Linked DNA regions of Sus scrofa: regions 1 and 3 are each linked to region 2. The links are chromatin contacts, called in public Hi-C and HiChIP or PLAC-seq maps. All regions are on one chromosome and are shown on one strand. Each heading gives the region's core, a stretch centred on a gene start, on an enhancer-like site or on the middle of the called end of the contact. The rest is flanking DNA. Distances are from core to core; before and after follow the strand shown. Region 1 holds the start of ATF3 (cyclic AMP-dependent transcription factor ATF-3). Region 2 overlaps LOC102164427 (a long non-coding RNA gene). Region 3 overlaps ATF3 (cyclic AMP-dependent transcription factor ATF-3).

Region 1 (4,078 bases), core at 1,433-3,932, 79 kb before region 2:
AGCGGGCACTCTTGCTGCCCTCCCAGAGCTCAAGCTGTTCCTCTGAGGTAGGCAGAACAAGTGCTAGTAATATTCCCATTATGAGAAACAGAGGCAAGGACAGAGACAGCTCTGGAAGAGGACTGGAACTCAGCTTTTCTCTCCTAAGGTCTAAGTCAATGGCTCTCAGACGTTCCTCTCACTAATCAAAGGAGCTTTGAGAAGGCTTTCATGCCCCTACCATGGGCTTCTGCGCCCCATCTTTGAAATTCAGGAAATGATTTGTGACCTCTTTCCTGTCTTAGAAGAAGTAGCCCATTTCTTCACACAACTTTAGATTATTATTATTATTATTACTGGTAATAATTTGGCTTTAAGAAATGGTTGTAATCTTTAGGTCCATCTTTGCCTAGCATTGGTTATATGAAAATGAATACTATGAAAACATTTTTTTTTCATATAAAATGATCAGACAGCCAGATATTCAGCTAAAGATGCTAGATCTGGATCCTTCCTCAGGGAACTCTGAGTTCACCTGCCTTTCACAAAATCCGAATCTTTCCCAAGGAAGAGGAACGGAGAAAGTCAGCTTCTTTTTCCGAGAGCATTTTCTTACTCTTTCACTGGTTTCAGCTGTTAGCAGCAGCTGGCTCCCTCAGCGTGCTGAAATGCCCGCTGCTTCGTCAACATTCTCTCTAATACCGTGCATTACTCATAGTTTGAAAATCACTTTGACTCTTAAAACATAATTATGTTAATGTCAGATGAGTCAGCAGGGGGACAGCAAGCGGCTCTTATGGCAGCCACGCCTCCTGCCAGCCTCTCAGCTCCTGGGGCTTCAAAAATAAAAACAAAAAAAATTTTTTTTTGGCAAAAAAGAGAAAACCCCTTTTGATGGGAGAGAAGAGAAATTACGCTTATGGCTCAAAGAACTGCTTCAAAGGAGTGGTCGGTCGATTTCATTTTCGCTGTAACATGAAAGAGAGACTGGAAGTAAAATCGCTAACCCTAGGTTAATCCGTTTACGTAAAGAATAAACAGGAATTTGGAGAGTTTCTCTAGCAGATCTGTGATTTTCCCGCAGAGATGAGTCGAGACAGGTCACTCTGGTGAGCATACAGCCGTGATGTGATTTCCAGGGCTCCCCTCGGAGCTGTTTTTACACCCCTAGGAGGTGATGCGGGGCAGCCCAGAAGGTGCTCAGTTCAGGGCTATTACCCCCGGGCAGGGTAGGAAATGAGAGGCTGCTGGTTTGCGCGGGGATTCCGAGCCCTGGTCGGGCTCCCCTCGGCCTCTTTGCTTTGGCGCCGTGCGCACTCGGGCAGCGCGACCCCCTTAGACAAGAGTTTGCAGCCACCCTCTTGGGCTGTTCTCAGCATCGCTTACAACCTCTCAATAGTTTCCCCTCCCTGGGCTGCTGCTGGGAAATGAAGAGGAACCGAGGAGGACTGGGTCGGAGGTTTTCTCGGCCTGGACGACCGTACCCCCACCGCCCCCCGCTCCTAGCCCTGGTTTCACCCCACCTGCCGCTAACCCCCACCGTCTTCTCCTCAGCCTGCCTTCCCCCACCTTCCCCCTCGGAACTCAGGAAATCACTTCATTGCATTTATATGGTGCCTATGAAAAGGCTCATTATCTCATCCGTATTTTGTAAGTTTTATAAAGGCTCATTATCTCACCCTGATTTTATAAGTGAGGAAACTGAGGTTCAGAGACAGCGTGTCCTTGTGGAAGGTCGCAAAGTAACGTGGCAGAAGCACGCACTCAGACCGCGGGCTCCCTTTCTCGTCTGCCAACAACAGACCAGGGATCCACGCTTAGAAGACTGGAGAGGGCAAGCTAGGGTTAAAGGACCCCGAGAACGAACGCAGTTTTACAGACAAGGCAAGCGATCAAAATCTGCAGAGAGGTGGTGACCTGCTCAAGGTCAGCAGGCTCAAAAAGTGGCAGAACCAGCTGCCACACAGGGTCTCCCGAGCCCGGGGTCCAGGGCTTTTTCTCTCTAGCCTCTTCATTTCCTCACTCTGGAGCTATTCCAGGTTAGACACAGGAAGAGTCCGCTTTCCCCAGTTCACCTAGGCATCTGCACGGCTGAAACAAAGCATTCTGTTCCCAAAGCACAAGGCCCCATGGGAGGCAGAGATGTCAAGGAGGAGAACTCACTGGCAGGAAGGGGTTAACCACATCCAGTGGTTTTCCATTATGATATGACTGATCAATATGCCAAATTAGCTAAGGCACTGATGGGTGTTATCCCCAAACCATGGCTTCATCTAGGACATTTCAAAGGCTGAGAAAACATCATTGCCTCAGTGGAGTGATTTGGCCTGTTCTGTAACCTGGGAGGGTAAAATGCCTAATCCAACCTAGAGAGTCTGTAGCACCCTACCTCCAGGCCTTTTCAATCCCCTTCCCTGAGACCACTTCTTTGGGTGCCATGCAGATGTCATGTAGCTGAGGCATGGGACACACTTTCTCACCCTTCTACAAGGCGGCGTTGACCCCGGCCATGGTGGGTATCCTTCCAGCTGGAGACTTCCTGACCGAACACCTTTCTCCCATGGCATTTCCCCTGCTGGGTCCCAAAGACAAAGAAAATTCAAGACTCACATTTTAGGGGTGAGGTGCCAAAAATCCTTAGGAAGCTGTGGAACACCCTTATTTAGAGGAGGATTCCTCCTCTTTTCTGGTCTCCACGTCCCGTACCATCCAATTTATCCTTGAGGCATGGTTGGTCAACAAAAGCTGATCCCGCCTCTGCCCCCCAAAGCAAATAACAGCTGTTACTATATTGAGTAGCAATATGATGTCATATCATAGGTGACTAACTCATAGAGGCTGTCCTGCGAGCCATCGTCTAAATATGACAGCCTGCCATCATCCTGACCTTTTCACGTGAGAAAGCTGAGTGAGGGGCTTGATACTGCCTTCCAGGGTCAAGTTCATATCTGGCATTCTGTGGCCACCATCTGGGACAGAGCATGTGAGGACACTCATGCCCCCTGCCACACACAGATCCCCTTCCTAGTAGAAGGTCACTGTCATTCAAGACAGCTTTTTCCTCCACTGGCCTGACTCTGGAATGAGTAGCCATTAGAAGAGTTAATCATCACACTGATAAAGGGAGGAATTGGGGAAAGGGTTTTTATATTTACTTGTATATCCCAGGTACTGGGTTAGACACTTTACATATAGTTTGCTTGTTTTTGTTTTGTTTTGTTTTTGTTTTCTTTTTTAGGGCCGCACCCACAGGACATGAAAGTTCCCAGGCTAGGAGTTAAATCGGAGCTGTAGCCGCCAGCCTACACCCGCAGGATCCGAGCTGCATCTGCAGCCTACACCGCAGGTCATGGCAATGCCAGATCTCTGACCCACTGAGCAAAGCCAGGGCTCGATCCCGCATCCTCATGGATAATAGTTGGATTCGTTTCTGCTGCACCACAATGGGAACTCCACATATAGTTTTTCATTTAATTTTCAAAATGCTCTGAGGAAGGCAATACAGTCCTGCAGAGTTAGAGAAACTGAGGTCAGAGGCGTTAAGTAATTTTCCCAGAGTTACAGAGCTGGTCATGGTGGGGCTTGGACTCCAGCCCAAGACTCTGTGGCTCCAATGTGGACGGAACTTTACATACAGAAGGGTGTTATTGCACCCGGATTTTTAAAATACGGACTGTATTTTGTAGAGCAGTTACAGATTTATAGCAGAATTTAGCAGAAGGTACAAAGAGTTCCATATACCCCTTACCCGCCCCACCCACACGCTCCTCAGCTGGACCAGAGTGGTACATTTGTTACAGTTGATGAACCGACACAGACACGTCACAATCCCCAAAGTCCATAGTTTACATCATGGTTGGACCTTGGTATTGTACATCCTGTGGGTTTGGGCAAATGTATAAAGACATGTATCTACCACTGTGTATCATACAGAGGAGTTCACTGCCCTGAAGATTCTCTGTGCTCCCCTATTCAGCCCTCCCTCCCCTCTAACCCTTGTTAAGCACTCACAACTTTACTGTCTTCATAGCTTTGCCTTTTCCGGAATGTCATGTAGTTGGAATCATAGGCATGCAGCTTTTCCAGTTGGCTCCTTTGA
Region 2 (3,935 bases), core at 540-3,039:
TTCATTAACCACTGCGCCACAACGGGAACTCCTTAAGTGCTTTTTTAAAAACATTAAAAACTTTGGGAAGTTCCCATAGTGGCTCAACAGTTAATGAACCCAATTAGTATCCATGAAGATTCGGATTTGATCCCCGGCCTCGCTCAGTGGGTTAAGGATCCAGCATTGCCATGAGCTGTGGTATAGGTCACAGACACGGCTCAGATCCCCTGTTGTTGTAGCTCTGGTGTAGGCCGGTGGCTACAGCTTCAATTGGCCCCCTGGCCTGGGAACCTCTATATGCTGAAGGTACAGCCCTAAAAAGACCAAAAAAAAAAAAGTTAAAAACTTTGGATGAAAATATTTTTCAAATGCACTATGCTCGTCCCTGGCTTCCTGGAGGCTAATGAATATATCGTCTTTGGAACACTGTGTGCTCTGCTGTCCTGTGACACGACGATGGCCCCGGAGGCTGTGGGGTAAAGGTGGCTATTTGCTTCTGCCCTTATGGTGGGCACTATTTTGTTCTCACATCTGCTTTAATACTTTTTCTAGGTACCCCCTCATTGTCAGGCTCTCTTGTGTGAGTTTTCCTTTCTCTTTTTGAGCCTCTCTTCCAGTGCTTTCACTTTATCGCTTCTAATCTGCTTCTAATTAGGTGGAGACCAAACATAAATGGTTCATCTCTTATAGCCATCTTGGCCCAAAATGGAATTAAGAGAACTATTGTAACTTATCCAGTACCTATTTTGTGCTGAGCGTCTTACCACCTGTTTTATAGACACCCTTTCATTTTTCACAACAGTGCTATGAATTGGAAATGTCTATCTCCATTTTAGACATGCGTAGACTGGGGCTCAGAAAGTTGAAGCAATTTGCCCACAGTCACCCACAGCTGCCGGGGCGTGGCCAGGCTAGAATTCACACGTGGTGTGTCTAGCTCGGTGACCACCCCTGCTTTTCCTGCTTCACTGCTCCGGGTCTGTGGTACATTTCATTGTTGCTTGTTATTGTGTTGGGCTAGGATAGTGTTATCTTCCTAAATAGAACCTAAGCCCCTTGAGGGCAGCGCCCTGGCTGCCACTTACACATTGCCCACACCGTTGTCTGGTGCCAGGATCCAAGTGGTCCACAAGTTGCTTTGCCAAGAGCAGGAGCCCAGAGGAGTGGGGGCAAGAGAATGGAGTGGGCCATTGCCCCTTCCCCCCAAGACCTGGCACCTCTCTGCTGCCTAGAACCTTCCACTTGCCCCAGGCATTTGCTCAGCATGTGCTGAGCCAAGATCTTCTCTTGGCTTCAGCCAGCAACTGCTGAGGGACCCTGCGTGGGCAACTCTGGGTCGGGAAGGAGGAATGGCTGCTGGCCTCTCCCTGGGGACCGACCCACCGACGGGGCGGCCAGGCCCAGGTGAGACACTGCGGGGATGTTGCAGCCCAGTAGGGAAGGCTGGTGTAGTCCAGGACTTTTGCTGAAGAAATCCTAGAGCAGGTGCCCTGAGGAAACTTTCTTACAGAGCTTCTTTCCTGAAGGAGAGTGACTGAACTTCCAGGGGACTCGACTTTCCAGCCCAAAGCAAAAAGCAGGCCAGCATCCCAGCAGGAGCTGATTTTGCTAAGTAATGCTGGCTCTGAATCTCCGCTTTGTGACTCAAACTTGGAGGTGGAAAACGGCCCCATCACATGACTTACGGATTTTGCCCTGACAGGACAGTTTCTGTTTGTGTTTTGCTTCCTCGTCAGACACTGAGCTCAGGCGGGAGCCCCTCCCCCCGCGTGACCAGCACCCTGGGGCCGTGTCACGTGACTGCAGTTGCATGCGAGCCAGGCATTCCTCCGGTGACATCATGCCCTTGCTGATTGCCCAGGTGTTTCACGGCCTCCCGGGGCTGACACGGAATTTGCATCATTTCTGAGACCTGGGCCTCGATTTGTTTGCCTTTGGTTAATAGCAAATCTGGATTGGGGCTGAGGGAAGTTGTTGAGACAAGCAGACAATAAACACGTCCCCCAGAGAGCCTGGCGGGACTTGGACCTGTGGCTCCCTGCCCCTCCCCGACCGGGAGCCAGCGCAGGTCTTCTGGGCTCAGACCTCGGGCGGAGGGCTTGCTGGTGCTGACTCTAGCACTGTCCCAGGACTTATTTCAGCCTCAGGACCTCTTTGGACCAGGCTCAAAGGCCCAGAGCCAGGCCCTGCTGAGCCTTAGGCCTTTATGTGGCTCTTCCCTTGCTTCGCCCTCTTCGGAGGAGCCAGCTCCAGAGGACCTGGGATTCCGCTGCTTCTCTCTGCTCGGCCTTCTCACCCTCCCACTCACCTCGGGTCCACGGGCCATCACTTCACAGACGCGTGAAGGGCCAGGGCGGGAACTCTGCAGAGACCCCCAGTCCCATTGCCTTGTGGAGAAGGACACCCAGGCTGGAGGGTGACTCAGCCCACTTCTCTCACCCACCCGTTTCCAGCAGCTTCCTCTCTCTGGCCTCAGTGTGACCATCTGCCAAGGAGTGGGAAACAAGCCCCATTCTCCCCACGCAGGGGGACCAGCCGGGTTTGAGGAAGGGCGCCTTCCCCCTCTGCTCCGAGGCTGTTAGACTTGACAGCGTGAGAATCCCCTGGAGGGCTGTGGAACGAGGGGGCCCCCCCCCACCCCAGGAAGTCTGGGGCGAGATCAGAGAATTGCACGTGTTCAGGGACCACACTCTGAGAAGCTCCAAAACACGGCTTCTGGACCTTTCTCTGGGACTCACCCGAAAGAGAGGCCGTGCGCGTGGGAGTCGCTCAGCCTGGCCCTGGGAAGTTGGTGGCTTGAAGTCAGCCGTGATGGGGTCGTCACCCCTCAGACATCGGTCGATGCTACAGACCAGAGCTTTTTTTTTTTTTTTTTTTTTTTTGCCAGAGAGCTGGTTGTTAAACAATTATTGGCACACCGCTGGGTAAGAGGGGGGCCCTCTTTCTCTTCCTCTGTGCTCCAAGACTGGGTGCTGCACTTCAGAAACGGGACAGGAAAGTTCAGTCAGGATTCTCTGTGCATCCATTTCTCTGTAAATTGGAAGCAATAAGAACATCCACCTCACGGGGCCATGAGAATGAAGTGAGAAAATACCTGTAAACCACTGAGCAGGTGCTCAGCATAGAGTACGTGCTCAAAAGTATTAGCTGTTGTCATAAAGTGCTTGGGATTGGAGTGAATCTGTATTTGGTTCCTCAAGATTATAAAGTTCTGTGTAACTGTAAGCCCAGACCATGCTATTCTGAGCCTCACAGCTTTGGGGTGCCTGCTGGTACACAGTCCTCCTTCTCTGGGGACCCTCCCCATTGCACAGTGCAAGCCCCACCCGGCCCCTGGGTGTGTACTGTGACACCCCTGGGCATAGCAGCTTATACTAGATGCTCTGGGCTTTCAGAGTCTCTTTCCTGGAACTTGGACCTGGAACCCAGAGCTGGCCTGTAACTCACCACCTCAGGGTCCGTGGGGTGGACAGGCTCTGCTAGTAGCCAGAGTGGCTGAGGAAGGGCTGCAAAGAGCAGGGTGGGGCAGGTGGGCAGCGGCGTGGACAAAGAGGACTCCTGCCTCTGAGAATTCTGCTGTCCTGCTCTGGGCCGGTATCCTCTCCACCTCTGTCCCCTGTGGCTCATGTCGGATCAGGTGGGCTTCTGTTAGCTGCAACCTAGGAGTCCCCACGGCTCCAGTCACTCGTCTCTTTGTGCCCCCCCCCTGCATGGTGCCTAGTGCCAACTTGGCCCTGCCTGCTGTGGGCCTTGAGCAGGACTCCAAGCCTCCCTTCTTCAGTCTCCTCACTGAATGTGAACTTGGACGAGAGCAAGCCTCCTTCGGAAGGTCCCCCATTATATAACTAGGAGTGGATATTCCCAACATCAGCTACCCAAGGTCACGTTCCCTGCTCAAGACCCCTCGGCACCTTCCTGCTTGCTCTTGCATTGAGTCCCCTGTCTTTTCCTGC
Region 3 (4,225 bases), core at 725-3,224, 110 kb before region 2:
CAGAATTTCCCAACTTTTCTATAATGGGGGCAAGTTAAAAGATGAAAGTTTAATTTTTATATTATAATGAAGGTAAAAACTAGTATCCTGTGCCTTTCAAAGGGTATAGTTGCCTACTTTTTTCCAGTCCTGCTTCTGAAGAATACTAAGGACTGAGAGTCTATCCAAATCAAATCTTGGCTTAATTAAGTGTATCAAGTCCTGATTGAATGCTTGCCATATTCCAGGAACTGAGATGGATATAGGAAAAAATGAAATAATTTCTAAGATGGGAAATGGAATGACTGATTAGTCCTGAATTATTTCGGATAGTCTTTGTCCCACTAACTTAGTATTAACTGACATCTGCAAAACAGAAAGAAATCCAAAGTGTGCTCATCTTGAATTGAGAAATTGGGCAAGTGGAAACGATAGAGGTCTTGGATTCAAGTCCTGGTTTTGCACTAATTGAATACCCTTGGGTACTTTAATGAGGGTAGATTCCTTCTGTGTTAATCAAGGAACCTGTGCCAAGGGGATGGCTCCAAGAGGCAAGAGTCTGGGCTCTGACTCTTGCTGGCCTGGACATTGAAAATGGAGCTAGTAAGACCTACCTGGCAGAGTTGATAAGGCGAGGGTAGTGTGTGACATATCTATGTCTCTTTATAGTGGTACTATAGGTTCTGAAATTTTTTCATTTCTTCAGTTCTCTGATTTTAATCTCTATGTCTGCAGTCAGTGATTATTGGTGATCATGACGGCGACGTTACACTTCAAAAGCCCCTTTTCTTTCTGTTGTCATTCTCTGTTGCTCAAGGGTTCTACAGAAGAAACATGTACCTGGTTGCATAAAAGTCACCGAGGAAGCCCTGTGTGGTCCCTCTTTGCCTGGATGGACTATCTCTTTCCTCGATTTCCAGCACATTGCCTTGGTCTCTGTTTCTTGATCTGAAAATTGCACAGTCACATAGGATTACTGAGAGCAATAAATTTATTGACTTTTTGTCAAATATTTTGTATGCCTGCAACATGCCAGGCATTGTTCAAGGTGCTAGGAACAGAAGAGTGAATGGTCAAAGGCTCTACACTTGGTGTTTATCAGATACCTGAACATTAATCTCTCTCCTACGTTTAATTTAAATTTTAAAAAATACTGGAGTGGAAACTCAAAAAATTCTCAATTCAGAAGAACCAGTGTTGTCTCTTTCTTTTAAAGAATCGGGAGCAAAGTATTGACCTTTACCAGCTTATCATCCCATGTGTTGGAAGAAAGCCAACATCTTTTTTTTTTCCCCTTTCATTTTGGTCTTGATAAGGTGAGAGGCTGGGAGAACTGGGACCGTGTACTTTCACTCTTATGTATAAAGCCTTAGTTTTAATTTTTGCATTCCCCACAGCACACTTCTGCTTGACTGTTACATGCCCTGACATGTAGAACCAATGGAAACACAAAATGAAAATGAAACAATTCTCCACCTGAGTCACTGTCTGTGTTTCTCCTTTATCACCAAAGCAATGCACTCCCACACAATTGAGGCTTGTTCTATTTAGGTTTTAAAACGTCATCCTTGTAATTAAGGCACACTATTATTGCTATAGAGTAAACAATCGGAAAACACGTTCTTAGAAACATCTCTCTGATTCATAAATATTTGGATGATGAAGTCACAGAGGTGGAATGCTAACCTTGCCAACATGCTGATGATAAAGATCAGTAGGCGATAATATTACACAGTGAAAACTTAGCTTTAGTCTGGAGCAGAAAAATAAGGTGGAAAATTGGGCGATTATTTTGTAATAATCATTTGAAATAATATAGGTTTAAAAATACTTTTTTCTAATGTGGTAATTCACTTGACTTGTATTTATTAATTTCATTTAAGAAACACTGAGTGCCAGCCTTCTGGCTTGACACAAATGTCCCTCTCTGCCGGTCTTTCCTGCTCAGCTGGGCTCACTCCCCACCGGCACTACCAGCTCCAACCACTTGAGGCGCTAGTCGTTTCAGTTTCTCACAGAGCCTTTCTGTCGCTACATAGTTGCCTACCTATGCAATACCTATGGAATTTCCTCTTCCCAACTACCCAACCCTCTCTGCTTGGAAAATTGCTATTTTATCTTTCAAAATTCAGTTCCAAAGTCATGTATGTAAATGATAGTCACAACCAGGATTAGCTATGTAATTTATAATTTAAATGAAAATGTAGATCCCTTTTTTCAAAAATTAAGAATTTCAAGATGGTGACTGCTGAGCATTAAACCAAGTGTGGGACCTTTTAAAAGTGGGACTGCGCAGGAGTTCCTGTTGTGGCTCAGTGGTTAACGAATCCGACTAGGAGCCGTGAGGTTGCGGGTTCGATTCCTGGCCTTGCTCAGTGGGTTGAGGATCTGGCGTGCTGTGGCTGTGGCATAGGCCAGTGGCTACAGCTCGGATTAGACCCCTAGCCTGGGAACCTCCATGTGCCGCAGAAGCGGCCTTAGAAAAGACAAAAAAAACAGAGTGGAACTACACAGATCACAAGCTCATGGAGCCAGCCCTGGTCACACTTTTTCTGTGTTTCCCCAATTCTTAGTCAATATTGTTTTTTATTGGCCACCCGATTCAGGTACCTGTCTCCCAGTTTTCATCTGGGAAAGCCATTCCCCTCACACTTGCCTTGCATAACGCACTGAGCCACCAGTCAGAGCAAACCATGCCAAGGGCCACTGTGATTGGTCCAGAAATGCGCTTGGGATCCAATCAGAGCCAATGAACTGCTGAGAGCATTTGGCGGGGCGAGGGGAGTGGCTACCAGAGACCCAGTTAATCGCTTTGCGCTGGATTTGAATGTCGGGCGCTGTGAGCATGAGATGGCTGAGGCTGTCACATGGAGCAGGAGTTAAAGGACAGAAGCAAGAGGTGAGAGGCTCTGTATCAAGGTGGGCCTGCAGCCGCATTTATCAAGCACTTTTCAGTTATGTGAGCCAGTAAATTACCTCCTTTTGCTTAAGCCATTTAGAATTGAGTTTTCTTACACTTGGAAACAAAAGAGTACAGGGAATAAACAACTATTTGGTCCTTATACATTTTTGTGTGTATATGTTTCCCCATTGCTCTAATGAGCTCCTTGGGAGCAAGATTTTTTTTTTTTTTTTTTTTTTTTTAATCTTACCATCTCTGGTACTTGGGATAGTATTAAAATATCCTTTTTTTTTTTTTTTTTTTTTTTTTTTTTTTTAAGTTAGACCAATGGCTTTATTGAAAGGTCAGGGCAGAGCCCCTCTCCCCCTGTGGTCCTGGCAGCTTTGAGATCACACCTTGAGCATCCAGGCATCCTGAATCCAGAGAGCTCATTAAACTAGTAAGAAGTAGAATGATTATGACAGTGGATGGAAAAGCAGCAGTTGGTAGTCTCATCTTCATTTCCCCGAGTTCTGTTGTGAAGTTTAACTAGTCTGTAAAATCAAGATGTCTGTGATCCTCTGCCACACTTCCATTCAGTTTAGTTCCTGCCAAGTCCAGTGACCAGGCAATAGATTGGTAGGTTAATTCTGCTCACAGGTGCTGGCCACACTCTCTTCTTTCTCCTGAGGTGGGGGCCTGTGAGGGGCCTGCAAAGCACATTCACCTCCCTTAGCTCCTGTTTATCCCACACAACCCTGAAAGGGATCAGAGCAAGGAGAGTCATTTCCAGTTCACAGACTGAAAGTGGAGAGAATAGTCTGAGCAGTTTTGTCAAGATGCAAGGTCTACGAGGTCCAGTATGATAGCTACCTGCCACATGGGGCCATCGAGCACCTGAATGTGGCTAATCCAAATAGAGATGTGCTGGAGTCTAAAATGCACACTGGATTTGAAGACTTAGGAAAAAAAAAAGACAATTCCCTAGCACATTAATTATTTTTACATTAATTACATGTCGAAATTATGTTTTGAATATATTGAGTTAAATACAAATATTATTAAAATGAATGTCACTTACTTGATTTTACTTTTATTAATGTGGCTCCTAGAAAATTAAAAATTGTATATGCAGCTCACATTTGCAGCTCGTATTTTATTTCTTTTGGATAGCTGATCTGGAGCCTAGCATCCTGGCTCCTGCTCTGTTTCTATCTATAGACTCAAGCTCTCCTCTTGCCTCTTGTCACCCTCATCTGAGGCGCTTCTGCACCACTGTCTGTGAACTGTCTTTTCTCTCCTTATTCCTCCATCCTTCTCCCTCATAGAACAGAATGTGTGAGAGGTAGACTGACTTTTTCGGTC

The links. Hi-C and Micro-C count contacts between places; a contact is called where the count stands out from the background. HiChIP or PLAC-seq counts read pairs in DNA pulled down with a chosen protein or histone mark.
Region 1: a contact with region 2 is called in an H3K27ac HiChIP or PLAC-seq map of skeletal muscle. The contact joins the promoter of ATF3 here to the enhancer-like site in region 2. A contact is called at or near these places in 1 of 5 promoter capture datasets (liver), 4 of 47 Hi-C or Micro-C datasets (alveolar macrophages, embryonic fibroblasts, liver and 1 more) and 2 of 2 datasets of contacts at active chromatin or transcription factors (alveolar macrophages and skeletal muscle).
Region 3: a contact with region 2 is called in a Hi-C map of embryonic fibroblasts, with 3 times the contacts expected there. The contact joins two enhancer-like sites. A contact is called at or near these places in 1 of 5 promoter capture datasets (liver), 8 of 47 Hi-C or Micro-C datasets (alveolar macrophages, embryonic fibroblasts, epiblast stem cells and 3 more) and 2 of 2 datasets of contacts at active chromatin or transcription factors (alveolar macrophages and skeletal muscle).

The regions. Positions count from the first base shown.
Region 1 is chr9:130,826,996-130,831,073 of Sscrofa11.1, forward strand. ATF3 (cyclic AMP-dependent transcription factor ATF-3) reads right to left here and starts at 2,683. Exons shown (of 4, transcript XM_021063853.1): 1 at 2,590-2,683.
Region 2 is chr9:130,907,037-130,910,971 of Sscrofa11.1, forward strand. The region is part of intron 2 of LOC102164427 (a long non-coding RNA gene); the gene reads left to right. Among named protein-coding and RNA genes, the nearest start is that of NENF, 50 kb to the right of the region's middle. Within about 2 kb of position 1,790, at least 61 of the 83 cell types and tissues checked have an H3K27ac peak or open chromatin away from gene starts, as enhancers often do. A contact at or near this core is called in alveolar macrophages, embryonic fibroblasts, liver and 1 more, where this site is marked.
Region 3 is chr9:130,797,872-130,802,096 of Sscrofa11.1, forward strand. The region is part of intron 1 of ATF3 (cyclic AMP-dependent transcription factor ATF-3); the gene reads right to left. Among named protein-coding and RNA genes, the nearest start is that of ATF3, 30 kb to the right of the region's middle. Within about 2 kb of position 1,975, at least 20 of the 83 cell types and tissues checked have an H3K27ac peak or open chromatin away from gene starts, as enhancers often do. A contact at or near this core is called in alveolar macrophages and embryonic fibroblasts, where this site is marked.